Regions from separate parts of the Mus musculus genome. Here regions 1 and 2 are each linked to region 3. A link is a contact called in public Hi-C and HiChIP or PLAC-seq data. All regions are on one chromosome and are shown on one strand. The core of a region is the stretch at or near the end of the contact, and the rest is flanking DNA. Distances in the headings are between cores, read along the strand shown. Region 1 overlaps Zdhhc14 (zinc finger, DHHC domain containing 14). Region 2 overlaps Zdhhc14 (zinc finger, DHHC domain containing 14). Region 3 holds the start of Zdhhc14 (zinc finger, DHHC domain containing 14).

What was found. A called contact is a pair of places that touch in the nucleus more often than the background predicts. HiChIP or PLAC-seq counts read pairs in DNA pulled down with a chosen protein or histone mark.
Region 1: an H3K4me3 HiChIP or PLAC-seq map of the 230-238 cell line shows a contact between it and region 3, with 17 read pairs. The contact joins the enhancer-like site here to the promoter of Zdhhc14 in region 3. A contact is called at or near these places in 3 of 39 promoter capture datasets (cranial neural crest and liver), 3 of 484 Hi-C or Micro-C datasets (bone marrow-derived macrophages, embryonic stem cells and ventricular fibroblasts), 12 of 115 datasets of contacts at active chromatin or transcription factors (the 230-238 cell line, bone marrow-derived macrophages, embryonic forebrain and 8 more) and 3 of 9 other capture datasets (adipose tissue, liver and pancreatic islet).
Region 2: a contact with region 3 is called in a Hi-C map of cerebral cortex, with 6 times the contacts expected there. The contact joins the enhancer-like site here to the promoter of Zdhhc14 in region 3. A contact is called at or near these places in 4 of 39 promoter capture datasets (cranial neural crest, hippocampal neurons and liver), 6 of 484 Hi-C or Micro-C datasets (bone marrow-derived macrophages, brain, cerebral cortex and 2 more), 11 of 115 datasets of contacts at active chromatin or transcription factors (the 230-238 cell line, SST interneurons, a beta-TC-6 cell line and 8 more) and 2 of 9 other capture datasets (liver and pancreatic islet).

What each region holds. Positions count from the first base shown.
Region 1 is chr17:5,678,238-5,681,103 of GRCm38.p6, reverse strand. All of the region lies in intron 2 of Zdhhc14 (zinc finger, DHHC domain containing 14), which reads right to left. Among named protein-coding and RNA genes, the nearest start is that of Gm41519, 91 kb to the left of the region's middle. Within about 2 kb of position 1,578, at least 11 of the 459 cell types and tissues checked have an H3K27ac peak or open chromatin away from gene starts, as enhancers often do. A contact at or near this core is called in the 230-238 cell line and pancreatic islet, where this site is marked.
Region 2 is chr17:5,641,724-5,644,874 of GRCm38.p6, reverse strand. All of the region lies in intron 1 of Zdhhc14 (zinc finger, DHHC domain containing 14), which reads right to left. Among named protein-coding and RNA genes, the nearest start is that of Gm52305, 120 kb to the right of the region's middle. Within about 2 kb of position 1,299, at least 42 of the 459 cell types and tissues checked have an H3K27ac peak or open chromatin away from gene starts, as enhancers often do. A contact at or near this core is called in SST interneurons, cerebral cortex, forebrain and 1 more, where this site is marked.
Region 3 is chr17:5,491,004-5,493,942 of GRCm38.p6, reverse strand. Zdhhc14 (zinc finger, DHHC domain containing 14) reads right to left here and starts at 1,343. Exons shown (of 9, transcript NM_146073.3): 1 at 252-1,343. The coding sequence starts at 496. Gm52310 (zinc finger X-linked protein ZXDB-like) reads left to right here and starts at 717. Exons shown (of 2, transcript XM_030250193.1): 1 at 717-968; 2 at 1,191-2,939. The coding sequence starts at 717. The coding sequence ends at 1,994.

The DNA of each region.
Region 1 (2,866 bases), core at 329-2,828, 190 kb before region 3:
GCTGAAGAAGTTAGCCCAAACCCCCAAAACTCTTGAATGAGATAATTGGAAAGTTAATATTAAAAAAAAAAAAAAGTTGAGAAGACCAGATTCAGGACCCATATCTGCCATTAACTGACGGGACAATCAGAGATAAAAAGAAAAACAAGCAACAACAACAACAAAATAATGGGACAATATTCACAAAGGGCTGCCCCTGCTGCACAGGTGCTGGGTGGTCCCAGGCAGCTGAGGACATCTTCTGTGGCTGCCTGCCCAGCCACTGACCCTCCTGTCTAGTCCTCCTGTGCCTTTGGACCAGAGTCACTCATTGCCTTTGCACCTGCTTCATTCATTCTCCCAACAACCCTCAGGCAGCCTTCTAAATGTCCGCAGAGTCCTCGGAGCTCCCACTTCCTATAGCAGTTAAACATGGAGCCTGTATCCCCGAACCCTGCAGCAGCCCTGTGCTCTCAGGAGAATCCAGCTGCTGTACGGCTGGGGGATATACACAGTGCTCTCTGCACTGGGGCATGGGGCTGGGGTGGAGAAAGGCCCAGTTCAGGCTTCTCTTCTGATAGTAGAGCCGGCGAGGAGCGGTGCTCTTTTGCACCCATGGGCTTACATTGTGTTTAATTCATCAATTTATTCTGTCAACTGGGCTCTGCTGCACCTCTACTGAGTGGCGGCCTCAGCACCTGGGGCTTCAAATACTAACCTAAAGGCAAAAGTTTTTCTTCAATGTTCAGACTGAAGGTGGTGGCTGGTCACAAAGCCTGGCACCCGTTGAGCTCCTCAATGCCTGCAACCCCAGGTATGTGGCATAAAGGGTGTAGCTGAATGTTCTGGTCTAATCCCCAATTATTCTGTGTGGGACTTTGTGTGTATGTGTGCATGCACACAACAATTGTGCCTCTGTTTCATAGAGCGTCTCTTTGTGGTTTAAATACAGCTCTTGAGAAAGAATAATCAAGTCTACAATAGCTAATGGTTGAAGAATGCTAGAATTTGGGGGGAGAGGGTAAAATTGGTTAGCTTGGAAATTACTATTTCCCAAGGGTATTTTGCACAAGTATTCTGAAGGAAAACACAAAAGCCTGAAATGGCTTTTACTTTCATAAAGATCCCTCCTGCTAATGGTTGGGCGTTGTTGGCAGAGAGGTGCAAATGATAATGTATACTTGCTTGGTTACGTCTGGCACCAACCCTGCAATCAGAGAACTAAGGGCCCGAGGGGACAGAAGGAGAGGTTGGCTACATGTGCTCTGGAATGGGAGACCAGCAGTGAAGGAGGTATCTCAGGGAAAGAGAAATCTTGGGCTAGCCAGAGACTTCTGGTAACTGTTCCTTAATATATGGCTTCCTTTTCAAGGCCTTTCTTTGTCTGGGAAGCCATTATTTTCTTTTGAGAGACCAGGGTGCTTATATCACAAAGCTGATTTTCACTCTAAACTGCTATGACAAATAACTAAGACTGCTTTCTTAAAACACAAGAGGGAAAAAATGTCACCTTTGAAGATGTGGATTAAGATTCCCTTTCCAGCTGAAGGCTTCATCTGCAGTGGCAGTCCCTTGTGTACTGAGGTTTCACAGACCATTAACCAGATGACAGGGCATCTGCCAAAGTGGTGGGAACCTCTGCTAACAGGAGTTTAGTCAGCGTGAAGATAGGGCAGGGGGCAGATGTAACTTCATACTCTGGTCCACAAGACTCTACTGCAGTCTTGGAATATGGTTGTTCACTGCTACACACACAGTCATGGATTTAACAAATATAAATATCTAACAGATGTCCACTAGAGGCCTAAAGTCTTCCAAGTGCTATGAATGCAGGACAGGAGAAATCCTTTGTACTTTGTGGCACAGGCTCTAGGGAGAGCTGATAAATTCAGTGAACAGAATTCTGCTAATTCAAATGTACAAACAAACCATACTACAGACTAGACCTCACACTTGGCTGGTGGCTGGGATCACTTAAGGTAGTGTTTTTCATCTGGGGGTGATTCTATCTAAAGGGGAAATGTGGAAATGTCTGGAAACATTTCTTTATTTGTCACAAGTAGGAGGGAATACTCCTGGCACCTGTCGTGGAGGCCAGGCATTCTGGTAAACATCCCATAATGCACAGGCCAACCCTTCACAAAGGAATTTTACAGCCCATACGTGAATAGTATTTTGCTGGAGAAGCCACTCAAAGTGTGGTCCCTGAACCAGCAGTTTTGGAGCCATCAAGAAACTTGGTTGAAATGAACCAGTTTGGTGCTGCCCCCACTCTGAGTCCCCTTGTCCAGAATCTGCATTTTCAAAGATCCCCAGGTGATTTGGGCTCCTGCGGAAGCTTGGAAATCATTGCTGTTGTTATGACACTCCTCAGTAAGTAGGCTAGACTTGCTGGCAGGTCAGATGATATGTTAACTACGCTTGGTGAGGTTCCAGTATCTTCCTTAGGTACTCAGACAAATACCATGCATGCAAACTTACTTATCTGGAAGTAATAGAGAGAAAGGATGGGAGAGAGAGGGGGGGGAGACTACTCTTCAACATACTCATCTTACATAGACGCTAATAGAAGCTAAGAACAGTATTTTTATAGATGCTCTCAGCTCACACTTATAGTTGACAAAGCTAGCTGGGGTCCTAAGAGCTAAGCCCTAATTCTTAGCCCTGCCAGCTGGAGAACCCAGTGGTTATCTAAGAATGAAGGTAACAGAGAGGTAGCCACGCCACTTGCAAAGAGTTGATACAATATGGTTAGTTATAGAAAGTTGCCCCCCACCCCCCACCCCCGAAAGAGCAAAGCCTGGTTTTCAAACATTTTTAATCTGGGATATTTTCAGAGGAAAATTTTTACAAATCACCTCAATATATGTATTATAGTCAGGAGCGA
Region 2 (3,151 bases), core at 50-2,549, 150 kb before region 3:
CAATTGCAGGTTATAGCCAATTGTGATGGGGACAAGAAGGTAGCAGGAATTTGAAACAATTAGTCATATTACGTTCATAGTCAAGAGCAGACAGACACGAATTCATGCATGCTGCTGAGGGGAAGCACACCCACATATAGGGTAGGTCTTCTTGCTTCAATTAATTCAATTAAGAAATCCCTTCCAGGCAACAGGAAGGCCCATGGGCCAATTTAATGTAGACAATGTCTCATCGAGACTCTCTTCCCAATAGAGCCAACATTGTGTCAAAACCAGCCACCACAGGGGGCATGTTTAGCATGTCCATGAGGCACCTAAATTCAATTACTTCAAGTCTAGACCTCGGACTGTGACAGCAGCTGGGGAGTGATAGAGAAGGGACTCAGACTTGATAGCCTTCTTATCATCCAGATGCTGGCTTCATTTCTTTTATTGTCATTTACAAAGCAACCTTGTGTTGTGGTAAGCCATGAAAATGTGCCAGTGTGTGGCCACCAGAAATAAACTATCCATGGTGAGTCCAACCAGAGCAGACCTGTGTTAGAACTTGCCAACGCTGACTGCATGTGTCCATTCCATGAGAGGTTCTTGTTCTTAGGAAACGTGCACTGCATATTCAGGAATAAGGTCTCATGAGATACGCAGTCTTCTTTCAAATAGTTTAGGGAAAGTATGGCATAGGGAGATAAGATGGAATGAATACTTATAGGTGAATTTGGGTGAAAATGGATATATATTATTATTGCAATTTTTATGCTGAGGCCTATAAGCCCCTTTATGTGGGAGATGAGAAGCTGTCCTTCTGCGTGGCTTCCTCGGAGAAGACAAGGAGAGAATATTCCATAGCTCATTGAACTACTGTGTGTCAGGTACACACCGTGTAATCCTTTGCCAGGCACTTTGGGATCAGGTCTTTAAGTCAGCTCAGCTTAATGAGATAGTGGGCACCTGGTGACAGCTGTCCTCTTTCCCAAGGACAGTGCTAAGTTCTCTTGGGAAGTCCCCGTAACCTCTTTATCAAAGCTATAGGATCCCTGCTTCTAAATGATGGCATCTGTGCAAGAGAGACAGCTTTCAACTGAAGTTCAGAAGAAGCTGAGAGCATCTATAGTCCTGGTGATGAAAAGCAGTAAGCAGACTCTGCCTTTGATTGTGACTGTGAACATGGAACTCCAGGAGCAATGAGGCTGGATGGGCCGCTTGCCAACCCATGGCAACTGGCAGCACTGGTTCAACAGCCAAACCACTACGAGCAGCTTAGAAATTCTCAGTCCAAGCTCAGACCTCTCGGAGACAAACAGCCTCTTCACATTCTGAGCAGCAGTGCCCTGAGCTCCACTGAACACCATCTGCGGTGTGTGTAGCCTCCACCTCTGCCTCCGCCTCCGCCTCCGAGGGCCTGGATTTCATACAAGATGATGATACAGCTGCCAGAGACATAAACACCATTTGGAGTCCTATTTCTGTCTCCGGAATTGTGACCTACATACAGCCCAGGGCAGCACAGAGAACAGGAGACAGGCATCTTCGTCTTCATAAAGCTCAATTGGAAAGTGACAGGAGAAGACGGGCTGGGGAGTCGGGGAATGAGACTCTGAAAGCATCCGGGGTTTTTTGGAACATAAAAGATATTAGCTAATTTGGCACCAGACAAAACAAATGCTAAAATGATGAGATGTCTTTACTCCAGTCATGAACAGCATCGAGAGCTGTCTGACTCCTGCTATGATGAGACAGGTGCACAAATAGCTGTGTACAAAGTGTCACCCTGTACACTGTAGAGAAGGAAAGGCCGCCAGGAACAGGTAGAAGGGTGTGGCGTTGCCATGGTATTATGCTGCTCTTTTTTCTGTTCTAGCAGTGATTTTGAATTTTTGGTTGTGAGCCTAGCCTTTAATGGCTGAGCCATCTCTCCAACCCTCTAATAGCAATTTTAATAACTATTCAGGGGAAAATATTTGTGTATGTTTTGATGTTTACACATGAAGAGTGGAACCATCTTCTGGGTGTGATACTATCTGAGACCATGAAATCAGAGGATTTTTGCCATTAAAAGTACATAGCAAGGGGCTATGGAAATAGTTCATGTTGGATTCCCTCAAAACCAGATATAGCTGAGTCACTATAGCACACAACTATAATTCAAGTGGTCCTAAGGTAATAGGGATGTAGAGACAGAAGGAACCCCCATCCTTGAGGCTCACAGGCCAGCTATACTGGCATGTAAGAGACCCTGTCTCAAGCAAGATAGAAGGCAAGGATCAATGCTAGAGATTGCTCGCTGACATCCGCGTGCTTCACATGACAGCATGCATGCCTGCATTCATATACACATCTTATACACACGTCGAAATGATTCTATATAGATTGCCTATATTCATGCACATAAATACACACACACACACACACACACACACACACACACACACACACATCATTCCCATAGAGATAAAATGACTCTCTTTATAACCAGATATAAATTTATTTTTGCCATTGGCTACTGAGATCCTAACTTCACTGACTCTTAATTTCTGTTTAGAGATTGGCTCAATGGAGCAGAATCTGACATAAAGATAATTCCTTCAATGAAAAGCTTGAGACTGATTTCTTCGACATTTCAAATATAAAAACTGGATTTCGTTATTGAGCAACGAGGTCCCTGTTGGTCCACAAGTCAGTTTTTGAGAGAAGATTAACTTTGCTTAAGAGAAACAAAATGCAGCAAGACAATATTAGCCAGGCGCAGCAAATGTTACCACCACGTGACAGAGGGTCCTTTCCATATTAAAATAATTCACCTTTCAAAGGTTCCTATTAAGAGTTTACGACTCCTAACAAGAAATGGACTTCATTTGCTAGTTCTGCTTTGTTCTATGCAGAGAAAGCGTTAGTATAAGAACAAGTGCCTTTTAGGTGCAGACAAGGGGTGTGTGTTTATTATTACGGAGGAACAGGAAGTGGCCTCGATTCACTGATTCTGAACTCGAGTGGGCTTCCAGGTTTGAAAATCACAGAGTTACTTATTTTTTCAAACCTCTGCTCTTCGATCACGATGCATTTCAATAATAAGTAGTTACGACCAACAATACATGAAGTACAATAATCCGAGCCAATGACTCACATGTCTGAAATAATAACAGAGCGGCATCAA
Region 3 (2,939 bases), core at 94-2,593:
ACTCAGAGTCCACCTGCTTGGTTCTAGCCAATGCTCTGGAGCCAGTGACCTGGCACACCTTACAAGCGCCCCTCTCTCCTTTTCCTTACTCCCAGGATTCAGCCCCAAGAAGGCATTATTCCAGGGGGCTGAAAAGTCCCATAAAGGGAAAGCAGGCTGACATTATATAACAATATACACCAGAAAACGAAAGTCGCCAAAGTAGGGGCAGGAGGAGTGGGGGAGCACGGCATCTGGAAGCCGCCACTTACTCGAAGGCGAAGAAGAGTCCACTAGTGACCAGGATGAGAATGAGAGTCAGGTAGAAGACGCCGGTCTGCCGGGCCATCATGATCCTCCCGTTGCAAAAGAACTTGTTTCTTCCTGGGAACACCTCCCATTTCCTCCGGGCCGCGATTTTCTTCTTCTTGTGGGGCGACTCCATGGGAGAGGAGCTGTGGGTGCTGATCTGACTGTACTCGCAGTCTTTCATGGGCCCGCCGCCGCCGGGAGGCATCCACGAGGGCAGCCGGCTGGGGGCGCACACCCCCAGAAGCCCCCCGGCCGCGCGGGTTCCGCCGAGCCACGGCCGCCGCCGGCCACTCGGCCGCCCCCCGAGCCGCGGCGCTGCGACCCCTAAACGGGCTCCCGGCTCGGCGACAACTTTACGGAGGACACCCAGGTTAACCCCTTGGAGAGCCCAGCTGTCATAGCAGAATCCGCTTTCGGGAGGGACGATGTTGGTCCGCAGTCCTCGGCAGCGGTTCTCCGTGGCTTCCAGCCGGGGGGTCGGGGCTGCAGGACCCCGCGGGACGCGGGGAACCGCTCAGCAGACACCCAGAAGGCGGTGCGCCTGGCTTCGCCACCCGCAAGCTCCCGGCTGCGCTTGGGCTCCGGCCGGCGGATCCCGGATCGCCGCGCCCTTAGCGGACACGAGGCAGCAGACCTTACGCCGGCTCCCTCCGGAGCCACTTCTGCGCCTCGACCAGGTGGTTTCTACTCTTTCCCGGTGACGGATTCTCCCAGGAGAGAGAGCTGCAAACTGAGCGGCAGCTCGCGACACCGGCAACCCCTCCCAGGGGTGGGGACAGCCACGCGCGTTCTTCTGTCAGGAGCTGCTCTGTAGGAGCCGGGGCGCTGCCCGCGCTGCGACCCCGCATCCACGAGCCGAGCAGCCGAGCTGAGTCCGCGGCCCCTAACGCGGGGCTAAGGCCGAGGGTGGTGGCGGCGGTAGCGGTGGCGGCTCCCGGGGCTTCCTCGGTTCCTTCTGTCCGGAGAAGACAACCCTAGCGCGACGAGGGCCGCCGGAGGGCCGCGGGGACACTGCCAGAGACACTTGTTTGCAAGGCTCAGCCCCGGCGCGCGCGGCGCTCCGAGCAGGTCCGCCTCCTCGCCGCCGGGTGGGCGGTGACGCCCGCGCCTCACAGCCGGGCTCCTCCTCCTGCTCCTCCTCCTTGCCAGTGAAGCCTGGGCACCCGCTCCCTTGGGTCCCTGCCCCAGTATCCCCGGGCCAGAGCGCAAGGCTCGGGGACTGTGCGGGCCTGGCGCGCCCGGAGGAAGGCTCCTGGCTCCCGGGTGACATCCTTCACCCTAGGAGAAATCAGGTCGTTGCCCTCGGTGCTGAGGCGCCATGCGCTCCCCGCGGACTTAGTTCCTCTACGGGGTTCTCCACCGGATTATTCCCGGTCTCAGCTGCCACCTCTGGACACTCGCATTCTCATGACCAGTCGAAAAACCGTTCTTGCTACTACGGGGGACCTGAGTACCCGCCACGCAAAGAAGTGACCTTTCCTGGCCTGCCCTCGGCTCATCCTCTTCCTCCCCAGCGCCACGCGTGGCTGAGACGCCAGGGAAACTCTACCGATGCCGAGAGGATGGGGGTGGAGTGCCTTGATGACAGGGTGATGAGCAGCCCCCTGAAACAGGCCAGACTTCGGGACCTCGAAGGGCAGGGGACAGCAGAGCGGTCTGTGTCAGCTCCAGCAGCGACCGATCTGCCCCCTCTTTTGGATTAAAAACCCCCAGTGGCAGGCTTTGTTTGCAAAGGTCGCTGTCTTCCCCATCTTTCATTCTCTACTTTTTCCCCCTGGTGCTCACAATTCGCTCATTTTACTTCTGTCTACTTGCCTCTGTGGAGCCCACGCACAATAAAGGGACCGCACATCTAGCGAATGCTTGGAGTGCGCCTTTCTTTACATCCCAGTTTGACAGTTGGGTATACAAACGGGCGCAAGGCCGGCGCCAGAGAGCCCCAGCAGCCTAAGCGCTGCTGCGCCCCTGGGCTTCGGGGCCCGGTAGAAGCGCTAACTGGCGTTTGCACTAGGGTAACCCAGCGCAAAAGGACACCCGGCACGGGCGCTCGGTTTTCTGAGCCCTACTTTCTTTTCAGAGCCCGCTGGGATGTGTAGTTCCTTCTCTCGCTGTCCAACTCAGGGAGGAAACGTGACTTGAGGATCTAAAACTACAAGTCCCTGCAACCCCTGCGACGAAGGCGGGGAAGCAAGGTACTGGGCTTTGTAGTACTCAGCGTTTGGAGAGCCACAAAGACAGCTTTGGAAAAGATGCTTTCTCTGTGCCGGGTGGATATTTGCACACTGCCTGCGTTCTGTGTAATCCTCACCACAACCCTGCGATGCACTATTGTACCAAGCTCAAAGAACTGCTTGCCCAACACTACAGAGCTGCCCAGTGATAGAAATGGCACTGAACCCAGAGCTCTGTCTTTCCCTTACAGAGCACGCCTCAGTGCTCAGTGTCAAAGATAGATAAGCTTGGCTAGCCAAAAGAGAAAAAGGATGTAACCAGCTAGGAAATGGGGGCGATAGAAATGGTAATTAGATGGGACAGGGAATTACAAGAAGTTAAAAGCAAGTGTGATTCTTAGGGGCTGGATGGGGCTTTTTCTTTGTTTGCTAAGTGGATGGGTGCATTTTTAAAAATAAGTTCACACTACTGTAGCT